Linked DNA regions of Macaca fascicularis: region 1 is linked to region 2. A link is a contact called in public Hi-C data. All regions are on one chromosome and are shown on one strand. Each heading gives the region's core, a stretch centred on a gene start, on an enhancer-like site or on the middle of the called end of the contact. The rest is flanking DNA. Distances are from core to core; before and after follow the strand shown.

The links. Hi-C and Micro-C count contacts between places; a contact is called where the count stands out from the background.
Region 1: a contact with region 2 is called in a Hi-C map of liver, with 4 times the contacts expected there. The contact joins the enhancer-like site here to the promoter of TTPAL in region 2. A contact is called at or near these places in 2 of 2 Hi-C or Micro-C datasets (liver and skeletal muscle).

Annotation. Positions count from the first base shown.
Region 1 is chr10:100,693,245-100,697,231 of T2T-MFA8v1.1, reverse strand. The region is part of intron 4 of PKIG (cAMP-dependent protein kinase inhibitor gamma); the gene reads right to left. Among named protein-coding and RNA genes, the nearest start is that of ADA, 42 kb to the left of the region's middle. Within about 2 kb of position 1,586, at least 2 of the 6 cell types and tissues checked have an H3K27ac peak or open chromatin away from gene starts, as enhancers often do. A contact at or near this core is called in liver, where this site is marked.
Region 2 is chr10:100,551,552-100,555,622 of T2T-MFA8v1.1, reverse strand. It overlaps TTPAL (alpha tocopherol transfer protein like), which reads right to left and starts at 1,944. Exons shown (of 5, transcript XM_074005395.1): 1 at 1,839-1,944. All of the region lies in intron 1 of LOC102134906 (a long non-coding RNA gene), which reads left to right.

The sequences.
Region 1 (3,987 bases), core at 337-2,836, 140 kb before region 2:
AAAGTCGATATCATAGGAGAGAACAGAACAATGATTACCAGAGACTAGGGAGGGGAAAGGAGAGGAAAGGATGGAAAGCTGGTCAACGGGTACATAGTTACACTTAGATAGGAGCAGTAAGTTCCTATTCTGATGCACAGTAAGGTGATGGTTAACAGTAAGGCATTCTAGGCCGGGTGTCGTGGCTCATGCCTATAATCCCAGCACTTTGGTAGGCCGAGGCAGGTAGATTACCTGAGGTCAGGAGTTTGAGACTAGCCTGGCCAACATGGTGAAACCTCACCTCTACTAAAAATACAAAATTAGCCGGATGTGGTGGCACACGCCTGTAGTCCCAGTTACTCTGGAGGCTGAGACAGGAGAATCGCTTGAACCCATGAGGCAGAGATTGCCGTGAGCTGAGATCACGCCACTGCACTCCACGCTGGGCAAGATAGAGCGAGACTCCGTCTCAAAAAAAAAAAAAAGGCATTCTATATTACAAAATAACTAGAGAGACTTTTGAATATTCTCATCAGAAATAAATAAATGCATGAGATGATGGATATGCTAACTGCCCTGATTTGATTATTATACAACATATATGTATCAAAACATCAAGTTGTACCCCACAAATATATACAATGACATGTCAGTAAAAAATAAATAAATAAATAATAAAGTAAGAAATGTGCCAGATGGGCCTGTACTGACATAGGACAACATCTGAGATAAACTGGCAACTGAAAAACAGAGGTTGCAAAACAACACGTAAAATAAAACCCAGTTCCTGTGGGGAAAGATAGCAGACATATGAAAAAAAAATTTGAAAAAACATGTATCAACCCTGTCAACTGTGGTTCTTTGTGAGTAAGGGGAACTTTTGTTTTCTAAGTCTATATTTTTTCAATGGTTGAAGTTTTCATAAACCCAAATTATTGTGCAATGCTTTTCGAAGGTAGCTGACACTGGCAGAAGTGCCCAGAAGGCACCCAGGGTGGGACTGAGCCAGTAAGTGCTGCAGGGGTGCGGGTGCGTGTGTGCGTGCGTGTGTGTGTGTGTGCGCGTGTGCGTGTGTGTGTGCGTGTGTGCGTGTGAGAGAGAGAGAGAGAGAGAAAGAGAGAGAGGATCACTATGGAGGGCTGGGCCCACATCCCCCACAACACCTAGCTCAGAAGAAACACTTAGCTAAAGAATGAATTAGGGGCCCTCAAAGATCAGACAGGTGAGACAGGGAGGTGGGAGGTGTCCTATGGTAGAAAAAGCAAAGCATGAGACGCGTGACCTTAAACCCAAGCTTTGCCACCTAACCCTGGGCAAGACCCTGCCTTTCTTCGGGCCTTCGTTTCCCCTGTGTAAAATAGAGGAGGGCCAGGACACTGTCCACGGCAATTCCCCCCGGCTGCAGCAGATGGCGCGCCCTGCCTATCTTCCTAGCAGCCTTGCGCGCTGCCCTAGTCACGTTCTGGCTCCTCCTTGGCTAACAGAATTCCCGGAAGTTCCAGAGGTGGCTCCTTCTGCAGGTCACGAAGGTTCACTCCTGCCCTCTCCCTCTGGGGAAGCCACTCAGTGCTTAAGGACAGGGAAATGGCTTATGATAACGGTAACAACAGAGGATAAAAATGATGCCGAAAATTCCTACAATAACGAAAGGTACCATGGCCCAGGTGCCTGTGTTTTCACACACATCAATAACGAAAGGTACCATGGCCCAGGTGCCTGTGTTTTCACACACATCACGCACGCAGTGGCCACAGCTGCCCTCTTGAGGTGAGTGAGGCCGGTATAAGCCACAGCTCAAGAAGGGCCTCATTCCCACCTGAAACCTGCTGCTCTGGAAAGGGACAAACGCCGAGCAGGCCACACTGGCTCCCGGAGCCTCCGAGTCCTCAGCTCTTCCTCAGTTAGAATGTCAGCTCCACAGGAACAGGAATTTGGTCTGGATTTTTCCCATGTCCAGCTGAAACCTAATCCCAGCTGAGCCAACAGGCTCTGGCTGCTCCATTTCCTGATTCTCATCCAGCACCTGGTAAAGAGCAGGTGCTCCATGCACACTCGCTGGATTTCACTCTCTGAAGGAGAGGGAGTTTGTACCTATCCCTCTTCTCCCCCGCTGTCCCCCTCCTCTGTGGGGAGGAGCAGCAGTTCCTTCTTGGACTGTTGAGAAGGGCCTCCGTGCACCGTGAAGTGCTGTGTAGGTGTTCTTGTACTAGGACCTGACACCATGGGATGGAGTTACAGGCTCCATCTGAAAGGCCAGCTTTGTGCTGGAACGTCTCCTGGGGCTTTGATCTCACAATGCCATCTGATGTTACAAGCTGCCCAGTGCAGGACACTGGGCCTCAGGACATGGAGACAGCAAATGCCACACTCAAAGACCAATCCTAGAAAACATCAACTAGGCCAACATGCTCTGGCTACCGTATACCCTCAGGGAGCAGCAACTCCAAAGATGGCTCTGGAGAGCTCTCCAATCCAAAGCACAAACACGTAATTTAATTTTTCTCTCACATTTATATTCGTCACTCACCCTCTCATCTTTAAAGACAACAGCAAATGGGGAAATAAAGCATCCTCAGAGTTGGAAATCATGTCAGAAAAGGGTCATTCTCAAACCCTGTTAGAGTGTAAACTTCCAAGACCTCCTTGGGCAGTGACTTGACAGCGTGTATCCAGAAACCTCAACTTTTTACATATCTTTGAGCTACTAAATCAGTTTATAATAATCTATTATAAGAAAATAATCCAAGATCTACATGAAGATAAATGTACACAAATGTTCGTCATAGTATTATTTTTTTTTTTTTGAGGCAGGGTCTCGCTGTGTCACGCAGACTGGAGTGCAGTGGTACAATCATGGCTCACTGCAGCCTCAACTTCCTAGGCTCAAGCGATCCTGTTGCCTCAGCCTCCTGAGTAGCTGGGACTATACCACGCCTGGCTCATTTTTTTTCAGAGATGGGAATCTCATTATGTTAACCAAGGTGGTCTCAAACTCGTGGTCTCAAACTCCTGGGCTCAAGTTATCCTCCTGCCTCGGACTTCCAAAATGTTGGGATTACAGGACTGAGCCACTGTGCCTGGCCTACAGTATTATTTATAATAGCAGGAAACTAAAGACACCAAAATGAGTTCCTAATGGATGTGTCAATGGAGAATTATTAATATATACATACTTAACTAATTTATATCTAAATGAAATACCATTCAGGCATTAAAATGATGTTTGTGAATATTTTTTAAAGACATAGCAAAATGTTCACATATAGTTAAATGAAAAAGAATATCAGTGATATAATTACATACATTAATATTTTTGTAAGTGATTTAAAAATCCATTATATTTCCTTTTTTATAGTGAAATATTCACTTAGTCTTAAAATTACTTAATTTTAGACTATGTGTAAATGTGGTCTAAAACTCAAAAGGTCCAAAAGGACAGAGATAAGACCTTAATCTCCCTCCCATCTGATCCAGACACCCTCCCCAAGGCAAGCACGTTTTGGTGTCCTTCCAGACAAAATCTATGCAATATACATGTTCCCTCTTTTTCTCCTTCCCTTCTTTTTTCCTTTATTTAAAACAAAATTTTATTTTCCATCTTGCATTTTTTTCATTTAAAAATGTGTCTTGACTTTGGGAGGCCGAGGTGAGTGGATCGCTTGAGGTCAGGAGTTCAAGACCAGCCTGGCCAACATGGTGAAACCCCATCTCTACTAAAAATACAAAAATGAGCTGAGTGTGGTGGTGCACACCTGTAGTCCCAGCTACTCAGGAGGCTGAGGCAGGAGAATTGCTTGAACCCAGGAGGCAGAGGCTGCAGTGAGCTGCGACTGTGCCACTGCACTCTAGCCTGGGTGACACAGTGAGACTCTATTAAAAAAAAATTATATATATACACACATACATACACACATACACACACACACACACACACACACACGCCTTGGAAACAACTGTAGATCACTCTGAAGCCACTGCAGCACTGATTACATCAACACACTGAAA
Region 2 (4,071 bases), core at 695-3,194:
GTGGTGTGGGCCTGTAGTGCCAGCTGCTTGGGAGGTTGAAGCATGATAATCGATTGAAACCAGGAAGCAGAGGTTGCAGTGAGCTGAGATCATATCACTGCACTCCAGCTTGGGCGACAGAGCGCGACTCCATCTCAAATAAGTAAAAAAAAATATATATATATATATATATATATACTTTTTTTTTTTAAAGGACCACTCTGCTGTCTTGGGAATGGACTCTAAGGGGGTGAGGACCGAAGCAGAGACCATTTAGAGGCTATTGTAATAATCCAGCTGAGAGATGCTGGTGGCCTGGAGTAGGTAGCCTTCGCTGACCCTCAGGCCAGGTTAGGTGGCCCGCACTTCTCCCACCCTGTTGCAATTGTCTGTTGGCAATTTGTGAGCAACATCCAAGTTTGTCTTGTTCATCACCTTAAACCCAGCACCTAACGTGGTGTTAGACACATAGTCTGCACTCCATAAATATTTGTTGAATGACTTTAGTCTGGTTGGCAGAGATATGCTAAGTGAGGAATGGAACACCTATGGCTTTGTTTTTATGGAAGCCACCAAGAGATGCCTGCAGTCCCATCTAGTGTCTACCTGAGCGACAAACCACAGTGTTCACAAGGTACAAGCCTCACCTCAAAGCCCCTCTCCAGCCTCATTTTCCATCTCATCCCATCTTGATGCACATTAAATGCCAGTCAAAACAAACTATGAGCCATCATCCTTGGAACAACTCGTGCACTTCTGATACACTCTGCCTGGAATTTCCTCTTCTAATTTGTTCCTAACTCCACAGCTCATGGCCTTCAAGGCCCAGCTGCCATGTCACCTCCTTTGTGAATCCTTCCCAAACTCCCTGAGGGTGATTCCCTCCAGTTTTCCACAGAACTGGGTTCCTATTTCTTTTTTAGAATTACAGTCCAATGCCATGGGCGTTTACATAGAACTCTCCAGAGTCAGTTTTACCACCCACTCATTTATCAAATAATTACTGATCACCTACCATGTATGTCAGGCACTGTGCTCACAGGCACTGGGAACACAGACGCAAATATAATTCCTCGCCTAATGAAGCTTACATCATAGTGGAATGAAGAGAATGCATACTTGAGCATTTTACCATGTATCAAGCATTGCTAAGCCCTTTACCCATTTCCTCATTTAATCTTCACAGTATTTGGTGAGAGCGCTATTACTGTTCCCATTTTACAAAAGACAAAAAGGACTGTCCCCTAGAATGTAAGTTCCACGAGGGCAGAGGGCTTGTCTTCCATGTCCACTGCCACCCCCAGTGCCTGGCACATGGCAGTGGTCTGTACACATCAGCGGAGGCTATAGGTTAAGCGATGCGCCCAAGGGGGCACACCCGGTGAGGCAGAGCAAGGATGCATCTAGCCCCACCCTGGTCTTCTAATCTCTACCCTCCACCTGGAGCTTCATGTTGACTCTCCAGGGACTCAGCAATGCCGAGCGCTCAGCAGGGCTCAGTCACAGGCTGGTGAATGAGCTGACAGGCGGACATATGACTGAGATACAGACACCATTGGTAAGGGTGAAGCCAGAGATCTCCCCCACCTGAAACCCATCGCTTTCTGGAGCATCACTTTCCTTTTCACTCCTTCCTCTCAACAAGAGGAGGTCAGGAAGCCATCTCTCCTAGAGCCCCCAGACCCCACATCCCGTGGACAACCTTCCGAGGCCCCCACTTCCGGCTGTCACCCCCTCCCCAGGTGTCCCCATTTCCTGGGGTCTCTCGCTCCTCTGGTCCCCACTTCCGGTTATCCCTCCCTCTCAGGGGTCCCTCTCCTTAGCCCCCACGGCACACGGACAGGCTCGCGGGCACTCACCGGCCCGGCTACGGGCGGAGCGCGGGTCAATCGGCGGCGGGAGCCTCGTCCAGCAGCGCGCACAGAACCGACCCGCACTCCCTGCCCGGCCGGCCCGGCCCCTCGCGCCGGAAGTGACGTTCCGGGGCGTGGGAGGCGGGGCTCCGCCTAGGAGCGCGCATGTGTGACACTTCCCCGCAACGCTGGCGTTCAGTCGCCCTCTAGCTGTGAGAGCTCCGTGCTGTGGACCTGGAATGGCTGGGTACCAGCCGCTTGTCAAACGCGACTTATAGATGGGGAAACTGAGGCTCAAAGAAGGAAGGAAAGACGCTGCCATTTTCCAGGAACATGCTAACATGCACCTGTTGTTTAACATCCAATGATCTCATTAACTCCTCATATTTATGCATTTCCCCTATTTCAGGAAAGGGAAACTGGCAATCAAGGCAGTAAAGGGCTTCAAACCCAGACCTCAGGATTAGCATTCTAGATCTCCCCCCAGCTACGGCTGCTGTCAGGACTGGCTGCTCCAAAAGGGGAGATTCCAAACCAGGGGACGTCTGTCTGTCATTAACTGAGTGACCTGGAGCAAGTCCCCATTCCTCCTTGGGCTTCTGTTTCGTTATCTGAAACCTGATTCTTGCTCTGGAGCCTGATTCAATAATTACTTTTTTCCTGCTTTGGGGTTCATGATGTTCCCTCCAGACAAAGGCTTTACTAACTCCCACCCCAGTCAATAAGATCCCCCCGCAAGTATTTTGTGCAACTGCAACTTTGAGGCAAATCTCCTAGGTCCCTCTGAGGCAGAGTAGACACTAAGCCATTTCTAGAGAGAAATTCTGGTGGTCCAGGAGAACTCTGAGCCCAAAGAGACGACCTTAAACAGTCTTTTCGTTTTCTTACCCCAGAAGCAGGAGGAGTCCCAAGAAGATGGTAAGTGACCCATGAGGGCCACAAGAAAGTGGCAGTTTCTGCCAGATACTAGATTGAGGGGCAGGGGGCAGCAGTGTGGAGGGGACCTGCGAATCATGAGTTTTGACTCCTGCTTTCAGTTTCACCACTTCTAGGATTGACAGACAAAATATAGAACATTCACTACAGTTTGAATTTTAGATAAACATTTAAGTATGTTCCTTTCCAAACACACACACACACACACACACACGTGTCTTATGCAACATTTGGGACACATTTATACTTTAAAAATTGTTGTTTATAGGAAATTCAAATATGACAACTGGGCATCCTGGATTTTGTTTTCTTTGCTAAATCTATGTATTATGTTCCCGTTACTGTTACAAGGAATTACTGCAAACTTCATGGATTGAAACAACACAGATATATTCTCTTGCTGTTCTCTAGGTCAAAAGTCTGAAATCAAGGTGTTGGCAAGACTGCATTCTTTCTGGGGATTTTGAGGAAGCATATCAGTTCCTTTCCTTTTACAGTTTGTAGAGGTCACCTGCATTCCTTAGCTTATGGCCCCTTCTTCAAATCACCTCAACCTCTTGCTTCTGTTGTCACATCTACTACTGACTGATCCTCCTGCTTCCCTTTTCTTGTAAGGACTCTTGGGATTACACTGGGCTCACCCAGATAATCCAGAATAATCTTACCATCTCAAGATCCTTACATTAATCACATCTGTGAAATCTTTTAACACGTAAGGTAAGGCCGGGTACAGTGGCTGTAATCCCAGCACTTTGGGAGACTGAAGCAGGTGGATCACTTGAGGTCAGGAGTACGACGAGACCACCCTAGCCAACCTGGTGAAACCCCGTCTCTACTAAAAATACAAAAATTAGCTGGGCATGGTGGCACACGCCTGTAATCCCAACTACCCGGGAGGCTGAGGCAGGAGAATCACTTGAAACCGGGAGGCAGAAGTTGCAGTGAGCCGAGATCATGCCACTGCACTCCAGCCTGGGTGACAGAGCGAGACTCTGTCTCAAAAAGAAAACCCCAAAACAGCCGGGCGCGGTGGCTCATGCCTATAATCTCAGCACTTTGAGAAGTCAAGGCAGGTGGATCACCTGAGTTCAGGAGTTTGAGACCAGCCTGGCAAACCTGGTGAAACCCTGTCTCTACTAAAAATACAAAAATTAGCCAGGCCTGTAATCCCAACCACCTAGGAGGCTGCCCGGGCTCCTGCGCCCTGCCAAATGGCAGCTCTTGTGGCAAAGGGTGAGGGATGACCCTGTCCTAACCATTCTGTCCTAGGTATTGGAATAAGCCCCTCTCCTCCACACAAACC